Linked DNA regions of Mus musculus: region 1 is linked to region 2. Evidence: chromatin contacts called from public promoter capture Hi-C data. All regions are on one chromosome and are shown on one strand. The core of a region is the stretch at or near the end of the contact, and the rest is flanking DNA. Distances in the headings are between cores, read along the strand shown.

Evidence for each region. Promoter capture Hi-C pulls out the DNA fragments that hold promoters and counts their contacts.
Region 1: a contact with region 2 is called in a promoter capture Hi-C map of hippocampal neurons, with 2.0 times the contacts expected there. The contact joins two enhancer-like sites. A contact is called at or near these places in 1 of 39 promoter capture datasets (hippocampal neurons) and 5 of 484 Hi-C or Micro-C datasets (cerebellum, cortical neurons, neurons and 1 more).

Annotation. Positions count from the first base shown.
Region 1 is chr17:90,434,183-90,438,132 of GRCm38.p6, reverse strand. The region is part of intron 17 of Nrxn1 (neurexin I); the gene reads left to right. Among named protein-coding and RNA genes, the nearest start is that of Gm32337, 26 kb to the left of the region's middle. Within about 2 kb of position 2,077, at least 10 of the 459 cell types and tissues checked have an H3K27ac peak or open chromatin away from gene starts, as enhancers often do. A contact at or near this core is called in cerebellum and hippocampal neurons, where this site is marked.
Region 2 is chr17:90,344,881-90,348,878 of GRCm38.p6, reverse strand. All of the region lies in intron 18 of Nrxn1 (neurexin I), which reads left to right. Among named protein-coding and RNA genes, the nearest start is that of Gm32337, 120 kb to the left of the region's middle. Within about 2 kb of position 1,883, at least 7 of the 459 cell types and tissues checked have an H3K27ac peak or open chromatin away from gene starts, as enhancers often do. A contact at or near this core is called in cerebellum and hippocampal neurons, where this site is marked.

The DNA.
Region 1 (3,950 bases), core at 828-3,327, 89 kb before region 2:
ATGTATATGCATACATACATACATACATGCATACATACATACATATGCATTATCCCTTGTTTTGTTTTGTTTCTTATTTCTTCTAAGAAGTTGTTGAGGTACCCCACTATTTGCTTATTCCTGTGTGGATGAACATTTGTCTTGTCTCAAGCTTATTGCTACAATAATTATGAACCTTTTAAGAAACATTTTGTAGATGTATTGGCTTCTTTTGAGTGTACAAAGGATGTGTAAGGTCTAGGACACTCATAGGTATGACCTGTGCTGGTTCTGCCCCAAGTTGTCCTGGGGGCCATTGTATGATTTCACACTCTCTTCAATGGCCCATGAGTACCTCAGTTGTTTTCCATCCTTATTATAATATTATTATTATTATTATTATTATTATTATTATTATTAAAACAAATTCTACCATGGGTTTGCTTCAGATCATATTGTGGGTATGCTGGCCTGATATTATATCAGGATAAGCATTATTAGCCAGAATTTCAATGCAAAAATAAGCTTAGGAATTAGATATATATGCCAGAAAGCATTGTTTATTGTATTGTTGGCTTTACGTAATAAAAAGGATAATCATCTAAAATTAACGAACATAGAAAAAACCCACTTTGATAAAAAAAAAAATCAACAACAAAACAAAAACAGAAGCCAAAATCTGATGCTTATGGTGCTCATCTTCAAATACTGCCTCGTCCTGGGAGGTAGGGTTACAAGTGAACACCCACAGGCTGACCCGTAGCAGCCTCTAGGATCCAGGATGATGACTCGCAGCCTCTAATGATCCCATCTCCTCCTCCATTTTTTGCTGAAGCTTGGAGTAGATACCCTGCAATGTCACTTCATGGTGAGGTAAAATCTTAAAAAGTTAAAATACCTACGAAAAGGCTATTTTTTTATGTGTATCACCTTCAGATATTATAAGTGTTATGCAATAATGCCAATGAACATCTGAGGGAGAAAAATATATTTTAAAGTTGAGAAAATATGTCATTTAAAATAATTGCAACTGAAATTTTTTTATAGTTTTGGTTGAAATTGCCAGAATTAATTCAATTTATCTTTTGGCACAATGTATACATTAGTCCACATGTTAAGTATTAATATTGGACTGTAATTATGAATAAAATATTTTAACTATGAGCATCAAATTCCACAATTAGATGTACTAAAATAAAATAGCATGGCTTCTTTCCTTTGTTTTGATGAAAAATGATAAACTGTGTGAGCTCAAGAAGAGGCAGATGCCTTCTTTGCACTTCTTTGGAAAAATATACTCAAACAACAGACCAGACTTTGAAATACTTTCAGCTAAATATATTTCTTCCAGACATTTGTTTATTTTCTTTTTTCTTTTGAAATGCTAATTATTCTTATTTATTAGAGTCTACAGATCATACAGTTGTCAAAAAGAAAAATAACATGTCAACATCTTGGCTTTTAAGCATGATCACACACAGATTATCAGATTAAGCTCAAAATGAAGCATGCCAGAAGTCCAAAATATCAAGGCAACCGTGCATTTTCTGATATTAATTCATACATGGCATCATCACAGAATTGAAGTGGCTCCTCATAAAATAGTCCTGAAATTATGAACAATCAGACCTTTTCTGATTCTGAATTCCAGATCATTATTGAATAAGAGTGTTAGTAATAGTTGCTAGTAATGTGTGCTTTGTGACTATAACAATGAGCTTCTACTTGGGTAAACCTGGAATTAAATTTCAGCTTTGCCTGGAACTGTGGCATCAGACATACTCTGTCAGATATAAAATAAAGGCTGTACTAACCCACCTTCATATGGCATTTGAGTGGATATGTAAATTGCTTTTCATTTATGCAGTAGCATATTGTAATCTCTCTACCCTTCAGTGGAGCCCAGAAGACTGCTATTTTGTAGCTTCTCTGTGGGACTCAGTGGAAAATGGTGCAAATGTCTTTGCTATCCATTCACAGCTTCCATCAGTGCAGGGGACTTGCTGCCTAAAACCTGCAGATCAGGTGTCTTTCTGTGTGCCCTGCCTTTCTGCTCTCTCAGCAGATGGAAGCAGTCTCTAGTCCTACTTTCCAGTGAGTCATTCTTTCCTTGGCACCAATCACACTGAGCTACATTGTTTCATCCTAATTCTGATTGTTCTATCTTCTCCCACTTTCCTACTTTCTCCATCCTCTTGCTCTGCCACCAGAATGCACAGATTCTATTTTGGATCCTCTCCCCTCTGTCTACCTTCTCTTTTATAGATATTTCACCAAGCATTCTCATGTACATTTTTCTGGTCCCAACTGTTCCTGTGGATATTTAAACCAGTGCTGGATATCTTCCACCTGAAACTCTGGGCAGTATTGCACAGTCTAAGAATAAATTGCAAACACATTCCACACAACCAAAAACTTTTCTTATAGGGTCAAACCTAGAAGCAAATGTAATTCAAAACCACCAGCTAAGGACAAGAATGCCAAATGTTAAATAGAGATGGCTATAGCACCTCGGGAGCCATCTGGTTTGAGGAGGAGTGTGACCAAAGCAAGAGGGACATGTAATGATGGATGATTGAGCATCAGAGACAGGCATAGCTTATAGAGCTACTGGCCTTGCTGCTAGAGGCTGTTCAGCCTAGGTTTTTGATGGGAGCTTTGCCAGTGAGTGAAGCTGAGGACCTTCCGTTCCAAGCAAATCAACTCAATGTTTACCCTGTCTATTCACTTGATTCTATTCCAATTAATGAAGGCTTAAAACATTTTAAATTTTTATTTCTATGACCCCACTTCCACTTTATTTTGCAACTTCTCTTGTCTTCTAGATTCTTATAATTGGCGTTTATTCCTGTGCCCTTTGTTTAGAAATTGCCATTTTTCTAGTCTCTGTGCCTCTCATATTCCACTCTGCGCTATTTACCATTTCATTTTAACAATTGATTTCTTCTTCTTTCTGTCAAAGTTACTTTAGAGTTCAAAATCTTTAATCTTATATCCAAAACTATTTTTCTTCTCCCCAACCTCTATTTTTGGGTGTGTGTGTGTACGTGTGCGTATGTATGTGTGTGTGTGTGTGTGTGTGTGTGTGTGTGTGTGTGTGTGCACGTGTACCATGATCTATATGTGGAGGTCAGTGGATGTCAGTTGATAGTATTTTTAGGAGTGAATTTTCTCTGTTCACCACGTGGGTATTAGATACCAAACTCACGTTGACAAGCCCGGCACCAAGTGTTTTGACCTATTGAATCACCTCAGACTTTTCCTAGTTTTCATCATTTTTCCTTATGCACTAGTTAGTATTTACTTCAAAATCATCCCAAAATCTACATTGAACTTATACTTCTTTAATGATTCTGCCAGAAGCTACTTATCATGTATGATAAATGCATGCCAAACTATTTTTATTTAAATGAAGAAATGCTTCCTTCAACATGGTATTTCACATGACTTTTCACCTTGCTTCAGTATATATTTAATACGTTTCCTTAATGAACACATATACACAGGCATGTTTTTACAATAAATTTAAAGAAAGCTAGAACAAATAAAGATATTAAACACTCCATTTTTCTTTTAACCCTGATATTCTTCAAATAATCATTGAAAGTAAAAATCTTGAGTATTGGCTCTGCACTGGTTTAATTAAAGGATGAAAAACATTTCTATGGCTGTTCTAGTTTCCTGGTGGTCACTTTGCTTTACCCACCTAGCATCTATTTAATTTTACTTTGCATGTTGAAGAAGCCTCTTCATATTCTTTCATTAGAAATATGTGTTGATATAGCAACATCACTTGGTGACCTGTCCTAATTATACTTCTTGGATCCTACTCAGACTAATTTATTACTCAGGAACTATTAGCATGAGTTTCTGCCATTTGTAGTTTGGGTCGTGTACGCTAAGGTTTAAAAATGATCATGACTCAAGCAGGGGCTCTCTAGACAAGTGAATAAGGTACAGTGACTTCACAG
Region 2 (3,998 bases), core at 634-3,133:
AGACTCTGTTTGCTTTTCATAACAGCTCCTGTTTTAATGTATATTATTTCTAGATCATAAAAATACTCATTGAAAACTTAGATAATACAACAGTGAGGAGAATAAAAGTTAAAAGCAGAATATAATGTACTGTATTTTCTATGCTGTCTAAAATTAAAATCCTATATTTTATGCACACATATTTCTACACATGGGTATATGTATATATACATACATTTGAACATTTATCAGAAAGGTGAACTTTTACTTTCTAATACATATTAATCCATAGTTTGTTCATTTTTCTATGCTGTACTTCAGACACTTAGATTTTCAATAAAATTATCTATTTCCCTTACAATGTCCTATTGCTTTTGTATGCAAAAACTATTTATTGAACTGTTTTCTAATGATGGGTATATAGATATTTAATATAACAAATAACTTTACTTTTTAAAAATATTACTTAAAATATTTTTAGGATGAATAAATTCCTACAAATGAAATGAGTACACCCAACTTTTATTTACTTTTTCTTTTGCTCATTATCAAACTCAGGTCCTCGTGCTTGAAAAACAGGGCTTTCAACTACAGGGCCAGCTCCCTACCCTCTTGTGTTGTATTTGAAATTCAATTCAGCTTCATTATTACTTAAATAGTGAGCTGTATAGAATGAGTTACTTTGTGGATATTTGATTTTAGATTGTTTCTGTTTTAATAGTCTTGTGGAAATGATGTAAGCTCCCTTTTCACTATGGTGACAAACTTTCTCCCTTCTTGGCAGTATTCCTAGAGCAGCAATGGACTTAGGTTGGGTAACAACTTCATCAATCTTATGGTTCTCTTCAATACTAGAAAGAGGAGAGGCAAGAGTTAAATGTCCTGTGGGAACAAGTCCTGTTTCAGTGTATGCCTCTGTGCTCTTCACCTCTCTCACATTCCATAATTCTTAATTTTCCCCCTAGTCACTTCTTATTTCAATCATTGTGTCTTTGGGACTCAAAGCATCACTGGAGCATGACAAGCTTTTAAATGAGTTAATATTGTCAGTGTTATTGTGGTTAATCTTAATATAACAAACGGGATAACAACAAGTGTGTCATACTGTTAAGCAAATCCATAGATGCCTTTCTCTTGATGGCACGCTTATGCAACAAAGTTGTTGATTTCAGGCAGTAGATTACATACAGGGGATTGCTCTTGTATTTTGTGACATTTGATAGTCTCTAACATTTAATTGAGAGAAAGTAAGAAAGGCTAAAAAGATTAATCATGCTTCCTTAAATCTTCAGTTTTCTTCAGTCCTTTGATATAATTATTACTGCTAGGGGTAAAAATGACCTTTGGATATTTGAGAGTATTTCTGACTAGTTTTCTAATTGCATATTTAGTGATTCATGGGTAAAATGTAAACACACAAAGTCTATCAAACAATACTTTCTTTTTTAACTTTAAAAATCATCTTCAGTCGTCCTGGGTTTCACTACTAAAGAGTAAAAGATAAAACATGTAACTATAAAGGTAGATTTTTTTGTAGTACTTAATGGGTACTGAGAATTTTGTGTCACATGTATCATAGTCACTAACATATTCAATGGCATAGCAGATGTTGTTTGCTATGGCAACACATGTTACTGAGCAGCACGGAGTCCCATTTGACAAGTCAGTTTTTATTTTATTTCTTTATCCCCAAACCTTCTCTAATAATTTCACATCTCAATGTGTTTTGATTTGTTAAGCAGCAAGCAGATAAGAGAAACTCTTCTCTGCTGTTTATTTCTAGCAGGTTGTTTGCCTTCAGGATACAAATCCCATGAGATTCTAAAGTAAAATAACTGGGTGACATTCAGTAAACCATGAACACAGATAACTACACAGCTGTCAAATACAAGTGGGTGGGTAGGGGGTTCCTTCAAACAAGTTCTGAAGGTAGCCATGTGGTCAGACCAGCTTAGTAGGAAATTCTGCCAGGAAGCATGTTTGTGGCAAACAGGGTGTTTAATTGTGATGCTTTGTGTACATACCTTCTAGTTGGCTTGCTTAACCAGCAACTTGTCAGCTCGGGTACTCAAGGGAGCCTGAGGGTGTTTGGTATTGCAAGATTTGCTCCCCAAAGGTTAATTCTTTGGGGCTTTCCACAGCCTATTTTCCAACCCTTTAATTGCTTATGTCTGGGAAAAAACACACCTGATATACATTCTAAATCTAAAATAAGGTAACTGTACAGCAAATATATTTTAGAGTCGCAGAAATATGTAAAACTTATTATGGAATATTTTTAAATAGGTTTTTTTTTTTAAGCAAAGATCCTGTAGAGCTATATTGAAAATTGTAAAATTGTAGAAACTGGATACAAAAGGATTTCTAGTCTGCTTTGTGTGGTGAGGGGATTATGTCAACCTGAGATCTAGAATTTGAAAAGGCTAAGTTTCAAATCTCATGAAATCTTCTAGTGCATGAAATCGTCTAGTGGATGTAGGGAAGTTGCAGCTTGAGGGGTTCTGTATATTTCCGGACATTTTCTTTCATAGGATTTGAATAATTCCACTAGGGTCTGTTTAATCGTGTTAGTCTGTTCTTGGCACAAAGATCAATACATACAATCTGTTCCCATCCACACTGAATCAGAGCCTGAAGTGAAGTCCTCTTCGTTTGTACAAGTAAGAGAAAAAAAATTCCCATATAGTAGTAGTGAACACAATGTTTTGCCAGTTCCAAACATTTTGGTGATTCCTGACCTCTAATACGTGGCAGAGGAGCTGGTCAGGTTAGGCTTCCTATGAATATGACCCGTTACCCTCAGCCTGCCTGTAGGAAAATAATCTCAAAGAAATGTTCACATCAGCTTCTGTTCTCTAGTTAGTTAGGGTGAAAATCAGAAATACCTTCATATGGAGGTGTTAGCACGAGAAGTGAACAAACTCTTTGTGTATGTTGTTTTCCATTTCATACTTGGAATAGAAGTATGACAATTGTCATTTTAATATATAGAGATAGATAGATAGATAGATAGATAGATAGATAGATAGATAGGTAGGTAGGTAGATAGATAGATAGATAGATAGATAGATAGATAGATAGATAGATAGATAGATAGATTATAGTTATAGGTAAGCCTTCCAGGACTCCTTTATTCCACAAGCTTGAGGACAAGTAATTTTTGGTAATAGCCTCCTGGCTTTATAAGAGCCATTTTCCAACCTTGAATGCAAATTCCATATCATATGAAATTTCATTAATCCTTTAAGAGATGCAAAGAAAGGCATTGTATGATATGGAAATCTGTATGAATAACATGTAGACCTGTCTATTCACAAAACAATTTATCATCTTTGAGGAGTTACAGAATTATTGTAGGTGCCAGAAAGTGAGATGTGGCCATTTATTTTGGCTAGGCCCTATGAAGAGAGAGATTTAAGACATTTGAATATAGTCAAAGCAGTATATATTACCTTAAAATTCAAACTTGTCTTTTAAGTGTAATAACTATTCATGCATAGAATCAAACATGTGGCCATTGATGTTTGTTTGCTTATAACCTCACAGAGGAACTCAAATATAAGTTAAGTTTCAGCAGAGAAAAGAAAATACAAATACTGCTAATATATTTTTCTTTTAGGCTATTCAAATGTATGGAATATTTCATTTTGTATATGTATAGTAGGTGTCTATAGGAATTTAAAACAATACAGTTTAAATTTGCTAGGTGAGGTCATCAAAGCTCTGGTTTCAAGAGCAGAGAAAAAGACAGGTTTATAAAATTTCTGGTATTTTAAGTCTCTCGATGAGCCTATTCTTCGGGAAGAAAGGGGATTTTACTGCTCTGTCAGCTGCATGTCACTGGAAGTTTCAATTCTATATTGGGATACACAAAGACCAAATGACTTTCTCGGTAAAGACAAAAACAAAAACACATAGTATTGGGGGAGGTTATATTTGTTGTCACTGAACATGCAGCTTATTGCCCAGGTTGAGGCTGTGAAAGGGGGAACACAGTAAAATCTCAAGTGCAACATTCA